Linked DNA regions of Mus musculus: region 1 is linked to region 2. The links are chromatin contacts, called in public Hi-C maps. All regions are on one chromosome and are shown on one strand. The core of a region is the stretch at or near the end of the contact, and the rest is flanking DNA. Distances in the headings are between cores, read along the strand shown.

Region 1 (6,799 bases), core at 3,372-5,871, 160 kb after region 2:
AAATGGGACCTAATGAAACTCCAAAGTTTCTGCAAGGCAAAAGACACTGTCAATAAGACAAAAAGACCACCAACGGATTGGGAAAGGATCTTTACCTATCCTAAATCAGATAGGGGACTAATATCCAACATATATAAAGAACTCAAGAAGGTGGACTTCAGAAAATCTAATAACCCCATTAAAAAATGGGGCTCAGAACTGAACAAAGAATTCTCACCTGAGGAATACCGAATGGCAGAGAAGCACTTGAAAAAATGTTCAACATCCTTAATCATCAGGGAAATGCAAATCAAAACAACCCTGAGATTCCACCTCACACCAGTCAGAATGGCTAAGATCAAAAATTCGGGTGACAGCAGATGCTGGCGTGGATGTGGAGAAAGAGGAACACTCCTCCATTGTTGGTGGGAGTGCAGGCTTGTACAACCACTCTGGAAATCAGTCTGGCGGTTCCTCAGAAAACTGGACATAGTACTACCGGAGGATCCAGCAATACCTCTCCTGGGCATATATCCAGAAGATGCCCCAACTGGTAAGAAGGACACATGCTCCACTATGTTCATAGCAGCCTTATTTATAATAGCCAGAAGCTGGAAAGAACCTAGATGCCCCTCAACAGAGGAATGGATACAGAAAATGTGGTACATCTACACAATGGAGTACTACTCAGCTATTAAAAAGAATGAATTTATGAAATTCCTAGCCAAATGGATGGACCTGGAGGGCATCATCCTGAGTGAGGTAACACATTCACAAAGAAACTCACACAATATGTATTCACTTATAAGTGGATATTAGCCCCAAACATAGGATAACCAAGATATAAGATATAATTTGCTAAACACATGAAACTCAAGAAGAATGAAGACTGAAGTGTGGACACTATGCCCCTCCTTAGATTTGGGAACAAAACACCCATGGAAGGAGTTACAGAGACAAAGTTTGGAGCTGAGATAAAAGGATGGACCATGTAGAGACTGCCATATCCAGGGATCCACCCCATAATCAGCATCCAAACGCTGACACCATTGCATACACTAGCAAGATTTTATTGAAAGGACCCAGATGTAGCTGTCTCTTGTGAGACTATGCCGGGGCCTAGCAAACACAGAAGTGGATGCTCACAGTCAGCTAATGGATGGATCATAGGGCTCCCAATGGAGGAGCTAGAGAAAGTAGCCAAGGAGCTAAAGGGATCTGCAACCCTATAGGTGGAACAACATTATGAACTAACCAGTACCCCGGAGCTCTTGACTCTAGCTGCATATATATCAAAAGATGGCCTAGTCGGCCATCACTGGAAAGAGAGGCTCATTGGACTTGCAAACTTTATATGCCCCAGTACAGGGGAACACCAGGGCCAAAAAGGGGGAGTGGGTGGGCAGGGGAGTGGGGGTGGGTGGATATGGGGGACTTTTGGTATAGCATTGGAAATGTAAATGAGTTAAATACCTAATAAAAAATGGAAAAAAAAATCTAGACTCTATTGAAAGAAAGCATGCGCTATTTTTCTGAGGTTGCATTAATCTCCTGTTTCCAGTGTATGTCACACTTGCTCCATGCTGTCTCTGTTGAGCACCCAGACTGGTCCCATGCTTTGGCTGATGTGCCAGTTCTACAGTACACAGAGACATATATGTATCTCTGTGGTATGTTGACCTATATTCCCTCAGGTATATACACAGGAGAGATACAGTTGGGTCATATGGAAGTTATACTTTCATTTCATGGGGCACTGCCATACTGGCTCCACAGTTTGTGCTCCTGTCCCCAGTGTGGAAGGGGTTCTTCCGCACCCACTTACCCACCAGTATTTGCTGTCTCAATGGTAGCTGTCCAGCCTGTAGTAAGATGACACACTAGTGGAGTTTAACTTTCCATTTCTCTGGTGTCTAGGAATGTGTAGATGCCTTTCATATATTTACTGGCTTTTTGTTTTCAGTTTTTAGAACTTTGTGTAGAAGTTAGAGGGAATGCTTTGACTTCTTGCTGTTAAATTATTTTAGTTCCTGATTTTCTAGAGACATATGCCCTGTCACGTGTAAAATTGGCAAAGATTTCTGGCATTGGGGAGGCTGGCTTCATTATTCTGTCTCTTTGTTTCCTGTGGAATGTCACAATCCTGCTTGACAATTCTAGCAATTGGGGTTTCTTTCGGAAAGCCCTTTCCTATGCTCCATCTTGAAGTTCTTTCCCACGGGTTTAGAGTGCCAGGTATTAAGCACTTTGGTACATTTTCAGGCGAGCTAGTCAGTGCTTAGCCAGTTTTCACAGTATCCAGAGTTAAAGAGGCTGTCTTTAAGTTTTTGTTCAACTTTGCTAAAATCCAGGTGACTGTAGGTGTCTATGCTACACTGTACGTTAGTTCCTACATGATTCTTTTACATTGGAATTGGTTTAGCTTTGGGGGGGGGGTGTCTCTTTCTGTATTTCCATATAAATGTAACTTTTAGGATTATTTTATTCTATTTCTGTAAAGAATGCCATATGAGCATTTATGGGGATTACATTGAATTTTATTGCTTTGGGTAATCTAGCCATTTTTATGCTAATTTTGTCAATGCACAAGCATAGAAGATCTTCCAGTCTTCAGGGATCTCTTTCAATTCCTTTCTTCAATGTTTTGAAGCTTTTATTGCTCAGATCTTTCACTTCCTGGTTAAGTTTATATGTACACATTTTTGTAGAATCTATAATGAATGAAAATTTTTCCTGACTTTCTTCACAGCAATATATTGGGTATAAGAAAGTACTTAGTTCTATGCTAATTTTGTACCACAGGATTGCTGTCCTCAAGTTTCTGCTGTTATTATATTCATTTATTTGGAATATTGGACTGTCCTTGTATTTCTGATGAAACCCACCTAATCATGGTATTGGAAGCATCTGCTGTTACTGGTCGATTTGTCCCTTTATGTTAAGTAGTGTTTATTTGAAACTGGAATTGACATTCAGTGTATATATATTTACAGTTGCTATATCTACCTTCCCGACTGTTATTTTAGGTAATGCATAGTGACCTTCCTTATCTCTTCTGACTAATTTTGGCTCAAAGCCTACTTTATCAGATATAAATAAAACTATTCTTGCTTGTTCGGGGCTTTCATGTGCTTGGTGTGTTGCCTTCCACCCTTTTACGCCCAGTGAGTGTGTATCTTTGCCAGTGAAGTGTGTTTCTTATAGGTAATAGGTAGTTCGGACTTATTTTTTTCATACAATTATCTATCATTCCACTTTTTTCTCTAGTATATGGAGGATGCACACACGTACACACCTGTGTATGTGTGCATGTTTGTATGTGTGCACACCAGAGAAGGACATCAGCTATTACTTCCTACCTTATTCTCTTAAGATCTCTAACTTTTCCCATCCCCACAGCCTTAGAGGTGCAGATGCAGGAGGCCATACTCGGCTGCTCCCAGGGGTGCTGAGGATTGGAACTCGGGCCTTTATCCTAGTACAGCATGTACTATCCCCAGAGCCATCTCTGCAGCCTTCGTGTTTTAACTACTATTAAAATGTATCCTCCATAACCAAAGCTGGGCCATCCTTGGCCCTTACTTGTGTCACCCTATCTCCTTTAGTCTGTGTATTCTTCCAAAAATATTATATGCACTTATGTACTTGTGTACATAATTCCATCGACATAGTGGCAAGTGAGGCAAATTCTAATATATATTTTCTTATAAAAATATCACTTTGAAGGGAATTCCCTTTCCAGTAAAAAGGTTTCAGTTTTCTTTTTATTAAGATATACTATTCTGTCTATACACATGTGGTCTGCTATTCACCATCTTTTCCTTAAATGCTTTGATCTTTTTATATCATTAATACATTCTTAATTGGAAATGTATAAATCTTTACATATGGAAGCACTGCAGATTAGTTCCTTGTAGTGAAATCATGGTTCAAAAAAATAAATGTAATTCAAATACCTAGATTTGTTTGTTTGTTTTGTTTTCATTTTAGTTTTGCTACACATACTTTACCAACTTAAAACTTTATCACAAATGCAATAAGTTTAGTATTTTCTTATGCTCAAGGAAAGATCATAGTGTTTGAATCTGTAGCAGCAGGTTGAATCAATGATTCTTTGGAATTTTAGCTCTCTTTCTTTTCCTTTTTTTTTTCGTTTTTATAACCGAAATCGAATTTTAATACATAAGTTGGGGGTTAAATTTTTTTTTTTAATCTGTGAATTTCTGCACATATATATGTGAATATATACTTTGGCTATTTTTGCAACAATCATTGGTCCTCTGCAGAACTGGAGACAATATGCTCCAACCTGTGTGAATAAGTTGAAGCTCTGACATCTTATCTAGATCCAAACATCAAATCTAGTGACGTTTCTGGTCTGTAGAAATCTCTTTAGCTGTCCCCTTGCAACAGCAATGACCAAAATATCCAGCCATCATGAAATGGCACCTGATGCTTTCCACCCCCCAGAGTCCTGTCTCTTAACCCTTTTCCCATGCATCAACATTTCACAGTTACCATTTCTTCTACAATATTGAACTGTTATTGTAAGTCCCATGCCCCTGTTCCTGCTGTGTCCAAACTCCAAATGACACAGCCCCACCCCATTCGCTTTCCCGGCACCACCTCCTGTCCCTGTGTTCACCTGTGTTCATTGTCACAGTCTTGTCATAACGAATCGCAATTCACCTATCACTGCAGGTAAGTCAGAGTGTGCCACGGCACTCCGGCTGAGTCAGCCTGTCAGGCAGGGATGCCTAAAAGCTGCTCATGAGGCAAAAAGAGTTTCAAGGAAGCTCTCCTCCTGGAGTCTGGCGTTCCTTTAATTCTCCATTCCTGCGTTAGTCTAGTGTATGGATCCACGTGCTCTCTTTCAGTATCATCTTAAAATGATACTGATATCTTTTAAGATTGAATTCTGACATAGCTAAAGCCTTCTGCCAGTGTTCCAACAGTCCCTAGAACGTCCTTGAGCTAGACAGTGACATTCAGAATAGCCTCTGGTATTACACTATCAATAAAAGCCAAGTCGCTCCCATATACAGGAATTTACTATGGTATAGGAAGTAGATCGGCTGTGGTTTTAGAGTATTGCATTATTCATGAGATGGTTAGCTAGAACGGAACTCCCTAGTTAGAACCATGACTTGGGTGTGAAAGTCCTTGCCCTAGGAGAGTAAAGACCTCACACCTGGCTTCTAAGACTATAGCTGAGTTACACCCATACACACGTATTTACAATGACCTAAGGGGAAGGTGGACTATACAATAGACTAAAACAGGAACTATGGCAAAGGCACGAAGCCCTTGACCCTGGCTTCTAAGATTAAGTAAATCTTAGGTGAAGTCCTTTTTGATCCCAGTTGTTAACAATGAATTCTATCCCAGGTGGTTCCTGTTAGACCTTCTGTGTTTGCATTCCTCTGTTTTATGTAAGAATCCAGTAACCTCTTTGTACCTTGCTGGTGTGTCACCCAACTTCCTTATTGTCTTCTGCATAAAAAGTCCGATGCTCGATTTGACAAATTACATTCAGATTCCACACAACCTCTCCTGTGTGCCTCTGTTTGTCACTCATCCTACACTTTGTCCACCCGAGACTAGAGACCTGTTCCACGCAGACAAAGGGGCCCAGAGGGTCTGCAGCAAGAGTGAGATGCTGTGCACTCGGCATAGAGTAGAGCTGCTGGTGGTCTGTAGCTGTGGGGCAAGCTCTCTGCCAAGCTAAGAATTTGTTGTAAATGACTCTGCTGACTCCTGAGTGACTAGAGTAGAGCCTAGCATCAAGCACAAAACAAACGCTTCAGAGTTCTTTTCTATCTTCTTTTACATTTTTATTCTTTTTAAAGTGATCTTTACTGATCAGGCAGTGATCTTACCTCTAACTATTCATTTCAGGGCCAGTGGGGTGGTTTTGTAATTACATTCATTTGTTGCCTGACAACCAGAATTAGATCCTCAGAGGTCTTTCTAGATAAATAAGTATGTCTATCAAAGAAATAAAGCATCCCACACATAAGGATTCAGAACATGATAAAACTTTGTTATTTTCTCTGTGGTTACACTAAGAAACATGGAGCATGGTTCAAAAACAGAAGGAATATACACACATGCATACTACACATACAACATAACCACCTGAGGTTAAAATTATCATATGAGTTCTTCTAGAAGGTGGCAAATGCCTTAGGACCCTGGAGAATGCATCATCTTAAAGAAATGACCAAGATATACCAATCTCATAAGAGTCTGTTAGATACTCACCACCACCCTTACCACAAAGTAATTGCAATTTTGAGCAATATTTTTAAAAACATATTTCCAGCATTGAGATGACTCAGACATGAAGAAACAGAAAAGTACGAATGAGTGAGTCTGCCCTGAGCGACCTCAGCAGATGATGACAGCTGCGGCCACTTCAGTCATTTGCACAATTCCACATGCCCTTCTCGCATGCTGTGCTGTGAACAGTCTGCCAGAAGGCCGCTGAAGGTCTTTGTGGGCTCTTGACTTGGACTAAGATTCCCCAATGGAGAGGAGCGCCATGGATCTGAATAGCCCTATCTCAGAGAATGGTTAATATTACAGCTACAGTAACAGAGAGAGCAGAGTTCAGGCCTGAGAGTCATCTTAACCACCATGTTGATGTCCTCAAACTCAAGACCTTTCTTACACTGTGCATAAGGTGGGCTTCTCAGTATTAGACTATGAAATCACTTCAAGCTGAACAAGTATTTCCCAGTGAGAGAGCTTGCACTTAAGAGGCAGAAATACCATGAAAATACACTTTAGAAAAAAAAGAGAGAGAGGGAGGGAGGTA
Region 2 (7,277 bases), core at 775-3,274:
TTCATTGACCTGAGATGCTTTTAGATGTCATGGTGTCCAAATAACATAACTAGTCATCAGAGCAACTGGCAGAGCCAATAAGGTCAGGAGATAGGCACATAATAAACAGAAGAGAAGAGAAGGGACAGAAACAGTTTCTTACACACATTTTGACCATACATCAAGAGGGTTCAAAGGAAATAGGCTACTTAATCTTTCAACAACACTCCTAGAAATCTGGCTATGTGTGTGGAAAAAAATGAACAGCAGGCTTTAACTGACACCACACATGGGCATTTATTTGAAATGTGTCACAGACTCTAGTATAAAATGAAAAGAATGTGATTTCTGGAAGAGCAACAGAAAGTCTTTCTAGCATTGGGGAGCAAAACTGCCCTGGTTCAAGACAAATACACATAAAGAGGGGAACAACCAATTATATTTCATTAAAGTAAAAAAAAAAATCTGTGAACCTTGGAAAAGTGGCATTAAGAAAATGGAAAAGCAAGTCTCAGCCTGGGGCAGTTCACTTGCCGTGTGCGTATGTGTCTGATTTGTCTGAAATACTGGGTTCTGTATTCGAGGCAAAGGACCTGTGTCTAGAACACTAGTCAACAAAATGTCAGTTTGCAGTATGTTCACAGGTGAGTGGGAGGGAAAATCATGATCAAAGACACTGTCTACAGAAGTAAAGCAAAGGATAAAAAGACTCCTTTCCTCTCCCTCCTTCTTACTTAAAAAAAAAAAGACTTTATATTTCTTTATGAGTGTCTTACCTGCATGTATGTATGTGTAACACATGTTACCTGGTTTCCTGCCCACAGCGGCCATATGAAGGCATCGGACCTCCTGGTGCTGCCATTAGTTGCCATTTGCAAGGCACTATGTGAATGCTGGGAATGGAATTTGGCTCCTGTGCAAAAGCAGCAAGTGTCTTAATACTTAGATATCTTTCCACCCCCTCGCCCCCCCCCATTACTGTTTGGAACGTTGATTAGAATATACTAGTTTGTGTAGCCCAGGGTGGTTTTGAACTTGTAATTCTCTTATCCTGAGTTGTTCTGCTTCAGACTGAGGTTGGAGGAATATAGACAACATAACAAGTTGCTTTCCCTTCATTGAAAGACTGGAGAAGAGTGTGAGAGGAGCTGATCAGTCCCTAGTTAGACTAACTTTCATTCTCAGAGTAGATGACAGTCCACTTTGACAGCGCTTGCCTCATAAGTGAATCAGGAGGTCCCATGGAGTGAAAATCCCCCTTACATGGCTCAGCAGATTTTCTCTCTTCTGTCTGGCTGGGTTTGGTAGGGAAAATGCAAAAGCCTGATATTTGGGGGAGGAATTTTGGTCATGTCTTTCCACAGGAAACAATTTGCTCCCTGAAGTTTTGCCCAGGTATACAGTTCCTCTAATCCACTCTTTTCAACTCTTTTAATATTCATGTACAATATTTGACCCTTTTCTTTCACACTCTGGGCTTAGAACAAAACAAACATTATAAAAGACTGCCATTTTTGTGTTTTCTAGACTGGGCTCTACTTTCTGCTGCTCAATTAATCTCTCAATCTTCCTAACTTTGCCCTTCTGTGGAGCCTAATATCTCTGTATACTTAAGAACATTTAAACAATTACCATTATATGCCGCAGACCCTTTGGGTCCCTTTGTCTGCGGGGAACGGGACTCTGGTCACAGGTGGGCAGAGTCGGTGAATGACAGACAGACCAACAAGTGAGATTGTGTAGAATCTGAATGTCATTTGTCAAATTGAGCATCAAACTTTTTATACAGAAGAAAATAGGCAAGTTAGGTGACACATCGGCAAGGTATAAATGAGGTTACTGGATGCTTAATGACTCTTACACAAAACAGGAATGTAAACACAAAGACTGGCAGGAACTGGGCAATAAAACAACTGAGACAAAGTCAGCCCTATCTAAGGTCAGCTAAAGTCTTAGAAGCCAGGTGTGAGGTCTTTACACTCCTAGGGCAAGGGCTTTCACACCCAAGTCATGGTTCTAATTAGGGAGTTCCTCTCTAGCTAACCATCTCATGAATAATGCATTACCCTAAAGCCACAGCCTGATCTACTTCCTAAACCATTGTAAATTCCTGTATATGGGAGCGACTTGGCTTTTATTCTAAGTGATAGTGTAATACCAGAGGCAATTCTGAATGTCACTGAATACGCAACATTGAATTCCAAGCCCATGGTCAGCTCAAGGACTTTCTAGGACGTTGGAACACTGGCGAAGGCTTAGCTATGTCAGAATTCAATATTAAAAGGCACTTATAATAAGATAATACTAAAAGAGAGCACGTGGATCCATACACCAGACTAACTCGGGAGTAGGGTATGAGTATATGGGTGAATGAGAACGCCAAAACTCCAGGAGGTGAAACTTTGCCTCGTGAGTGCTTCCAGGCCTCTTGGCCTGCCAAGCAGACTTCACCAGAGTGTGCGTGGCTCTCTTCTATGTTAGAAACAATTAAATTGAATTTTATTTATCCCTATTCTTTATTTGCTAGTAGAAAGCAGGCTGCATCTACCATCTGACTCTCATCTTAAGTTCTTTGTATCAGTTCAGAACTGCAGGAAGAAATCCCCACCTGGCTCCTGCGAAATTCATATTCCCTTCTATCCTTAAAAACAATTAAATGGGGCTGGTGAGATGGCTCAGTGGGTAAGAGCACCCGACTGCTCTTCCAAAGGTCCAGAGTTCAAATCCCAGCAACCACATGGTGGCTCACAACCATCTGTAACGAGATCTGACTCCCTCTTCTGGAGTGTCTGAAGACAGCTACAGTGTACTTACATATAATGAATAAATAAATCTTTAAAAAAAACAATTAAATGGAAATGTTAAAAATCTATCCTTTGATTACTTGCTTGTAGGAAGCAGTCAGCTTTTGTTATTTGTCTCTCACTGCCTTAGAGCAGCCAACCTTTTTCTTTGCACAGCAGGAGATCCAAGTGTCTCTAAGCTGAGGTTCTCCCTGTGTTCCTTTGTTCAAATTTTCATGACCTGGAGCCATGCTCTACTGAGAAACCAGTTTTCCTCCCTATTATACTATATCAGTGTGTGTGTGTAATCTATCCAATAATTCATAAATTAATAGTGGATTCTTGCCTTTCCGGTTATGCACATCCGTAGAGTGAAGTTTTTGCTACCCTGCATTAAGCTCTGGGAATGGGCCAAACTACCAGCCCCATCCACAGAGACGATTGGATCCATGGATGTAAAACAGACATACACACACACACATTGCTCAATTTCAACCTGCCTTATTTGCTCAATTGCTGGGCTTTTTAAAGCTTTCCTCAGCTAGTGTGCCATTTCCAATACTCTTAGCTCATTTCTCAACCTGCCCTAGCTTCAGTAGCTCCCTTACCTTTAGCCCCAGCTCAACACCCTAACCATCCACCTGGAGAAGTGGCCTGTGGTAGCTCCACCTGAGATCTCTCATGGCTGGTCACGTTTTTTGTCCCTCTGAAGCATGGTGAAAATCCTTTCCTCTCTTTGCATCTCCTTCCTCATCTGCAGGGACCTGGAAGTCCTGGCTCTTTCCTTTCACCCAACAATTGCCCCCTGGCATCTTTACTGATAGATCAAGAACGAATTGAGGAACAAGACCTTAGTATCAGACCCACCCTCTGTACTCAACAATGGCTCTCTGAACTATTTTATGACTCTAGTAATAACTACCTACCCTAAATAATTTCATAGAAGACATCACATTGTTGATTTGGTGACATGTCAATTCTGTGCTTTCTTTTTACCATTCAAATATCTATGTTCATTTTCTGTTAAAATGGATGGGGAAAAGCCTATAAGGCCTCGACCCTACACAAAAATATAGGCAACTGAGTAAAGCTGGGGATGGGAGAGGTGGGCCAACCAGGAAAGAGCACATCCATTGCTCGTGCAGTGCCAAACAGTCAACCCTGAAAACATACATATAACTAACATAATATGGACTCAACAGATTATATATAGTAATGTATAAGCATAAAAATGTACATATGTGCGCAATAATAATTGATAAAAGAAAAGGAGACACAGTTTTGAAGAAGAGTGGGGAAGGATATATAGGAAAGTTTGAAGGGAGAGAAGGGAAGGTAGAGATATTGTAATTAAAATATAATTTCAAAAATAAGCAACAACAACATCAAAGTGAGCCTTGTCATGATAAAATCTATTTAACAGAAAATTAAGTCCAGCAACTTTTTACGACTTAGATTTTAAAACCATTTGGGACTAAGTGTGGCCCTTTTGTGAAAATATCCTGTCTTGACTGTACCCTAGTGTGTAGAGTTGGTAAGGACTTTCCTAATTTACCCCTTTCCTGCTGCCCACAGTTATTTAGGGTGTGACATCACTGAGGTAGATTGGTTTTAAGTTTATGTGTGTGTGTGTGTGTGTGTGTGTGTGTGTGTTTGAAAATATTTTAATGACCACACAAATCGTTATTTTTATTGATAGCATAGTTTATTACAAAAACCAATGAATGAAGCCTTACTTTTCCATTTCCACTAAGAAATAAGCCACACAGACTTCTCAAAAATAATTCTTATACATGATGGTGTGAGAAACTCTATTTGCTCAAATGAAAAGTGTTTGAATGTAACCAATATTCCCACGAGCCAGAAAATCCGGGAAGTTTACAGGATGTAAGACAAACTGGCTGCCCAGAGACAGGAAGGGGCTGGGGCTCTGTTCTTTCTGCCAGCTCCCTCCCTCAGCAGGTGGCAGGCTTTGATTCCTACGCCTCAGGAACAAAGAGATTTAGGGTTAAATTACTAGTCACTTTGCAGTTTGGGATTAACTCAACAATTCTGTGGAGTACGTTGAGAAGTTCTGCAAAGGTTCATCTATTTTGTCCTCCAAAAAGTGAAACTAAAACCACACTTTCAGGCTCCTCACACTCACACTATAGATAAGACCTGAATGAACAGACAGCATCACCTTAGCATGTCTATTGACCTGTTGACTGGACTGGTAGAAACACATAAAGTAGAAAGGAAAGAGAAAAGCAAAGATCTTCCTTCATTGTTCACCAGGATTCGGCTCCATGATTACACAGATTCCCAAATCTCAGGACTAACAGTCTTTCTAGACCTGGAGTATGTTTGCATACAACTACTAAAATTCTTCTAAGTATCTTGTCATCTCTAGACTACTTCTAAAACTTAATCTACAAAAACGCTATACAAATAGCTGTTATACTCTATTATTTATGGAGTACTGAGGAGAAAATGCCTACATATTCATGACAGGTACAAGTCGTATTTTGGGGCATTCTTCTTCTTCAGTGATTGAAGTCATGGGTTCACAGAGAACATGGCACACAGAGATAGGTTTGTCTGTATAGGTGCACAGGATAGGCGGGCTTCCTGGCAGAGGCAGGGTCTGGACTTCTGTCCTGGCAAAGTAGCTTCTCTGTGAATTAGACACTGGATCATTCTCTAGGAAATCAAAACACCAGAAGCAATGGTTATTATACTGATAAAACCTTATGGACTGACACAAATGGAAATTTCTAGACTTTAAACAACACATGCAGTCACATGAGGCAAGCACATCAGTGGTCCCACTGAACAAGAAGGAAGGGAACTCAGGAGCGTGTCTTAAATCACACAGTAGCTTTGCAGAATTAAGACTAGAATTGAAATGTCCAGGGTCCAAGCTCAGTGTTCTTCCAATGATGTTGAACTGCCCATTTCACACAGAAAAGCGGAGAGTTATCTATCATTCCAGCCCTCCAAGGAACTAAGATTTTTGTTCTGCTTTTTATTTTTTATGCACTCTGCTTCTGGTCTTGGCATGCTTTCCAAAATTTTCTGCAAAGTGGACCCACATCCTAGTTCAATGAAGTATTCAACGCTGCTTAGTAAATAGATGCGGAATCTCCCCTTCCCTCTGGCCTTGCTCCTTTCCTGAGGAAGTGATTCTGAATGGTGCTGCAGTTAATTATTTTATTTTACTCTCCCTGCAGTTTTAATTCCAGGAAATTTCTGAGAAAAGGGCACAGAATACCTCGTTCCCATCACGTCTCCTGCATCCCAGCTTGGTGACATTGGCTATTATTGTAGACTTTATATACAGAGACTATTTTACACTCAAACAAAACTCTAATCCCAAATGCCAAGCCCTTAGCGCAAATCACACTGGTCTGTAAAACACGCCCAATACCTGGGCTGTATTCCACTGAGGCATTTTAAAGAGAATAAAACTGTCAAATTTTACATTGAGTTCTTAAACGCTATTGATTTTCTGACTACCTTGCAAATGATACCTATCATCACTAAGGAGCAATGAATTGTCCTCACCAATCAAGTCTTGTCAAAAATATACTTTAACTCGTTTCATATTAACTTGTCAACTATAGGAAATTATACCAATTTTAGCACAAGTTCCAGGAACTCTACTTTCATAAATAACAGAGTAATCCATTTTCTTATATGGGTATGATCAAGCACATAGCCTCAGTTTTGTGTATAACGCATCCTTTCTTCATGACAAAATTAAGTCATTTAAAGAGTGTAAGTGAACTTTGTTTTAGGTGTGTTGTTGAACCCAGTGGGAACAGAGAGAAGATGGTGCTCACGTGATGTGGTTGGATGCTTCACTGCAGTCAGGTTGAGATTTCAGCCTACATGTCAGGGGCTCACAGCAAAGATTGGTACATTCCTTCAAAGAACAAACAAAACAATCCCTGTATTTAGTACAAGACAACTGTTAAAGAAAATTTTACTGTTAAAGTATAATATTTATTCATTATTTGAGAATTTCATATAACTATCTATATTTCTTGAGACAAGTTTGCTCCACATGACCCAGCCTGTCCTAGAACTTCTTATGTAAACTTAGCTAGCCTTAAACTCACAGATCTGCCTGCCTTTGCCTCCTGAGTATTGCCACCATTCTTGGCTTTCTTCTACTTCTAAAATCCTATATATAACTAAGTGTGGAGCCATCCACTATAGTAAAACCAAATGTTATGGAGGTAGCCAACTGCTTTCTTGCTGGACACAGGAGAAAACTCAGATCTGGGCACTGGGAACCTAGCCAAGAATCCATGGCCAAAGAGATTACAGGATCCAAGGTTAAAGGTAACTGTTATCCTGCTAACTAGACATAATCAGCTGCCCTCTAAATTCTTATTTTTATTCTTATAGATTAGTGCAGCTCTGAGGCCTCATCAGAGAAGTTTCTTGTTTTAAACCTACTTACTCTCTTGTACCAATTCCAGTGACGATAACCAGGTAAAGTCAATAACAGGAAGAAACGCTGTGCTC

The links. Hi-C and Micro-C count contacts between places; a contact is called where the count stands out from the background.
Region 1: a contact with region 2 is called in a Hi-C map of extraembryonic ectoderm, with 5 times the contacts expected there. The contact joins two enhancer-like sites. A contact is called at or near these places in 2 of 484 Hi-C or Micro-C datasets (the Ba/F3 cell line and extraembryonic ectoderm) and 1 of 9 other capture datasets (embryonic stem cells).

Annotation. Positions count from the first base shown.
Region 1 is chr14:68,712,645-68,719,443 of GRCm38.p6, forward strand. No RefSeq gene overlaps it. Among named protein-coding and RNA genes, the nearest start is that of Adam28, 60 kb to the left of the region's middle. Within about 2 kb of position 4,622, at least 6 of the 459 cell types and tissues checked have an H3K27ac peak or open chromatin away from gene starts, as enhancers often do. A contact at or near this core is called in extraembryonic ectoderm, where this site is marked.
Region 2 is chr14:68,558,932-68,566,208 of GRCm38.p6, forward strand. Adamdec1 (ADAM-like, decysin 1) reads right to left here. Exons shown (of 14, transcript NM_021475.2): 13 at 6,587-6,669; 14 at 4,456-5,444. The coding sequence ends at 5,438. Among named protein-coding and RNA genes, the nearest start is that of Adamdec1, 20 kb to the right of the region's middle. Within about 2 kb of position 2,025, at least 2 of the 459 cell types and tissues checked have an H3K27ac peak or open chromatin away from gene starts, as enhancers often do. A contact at or near this core is called in extraembryonic ectoderm, where this site is marked.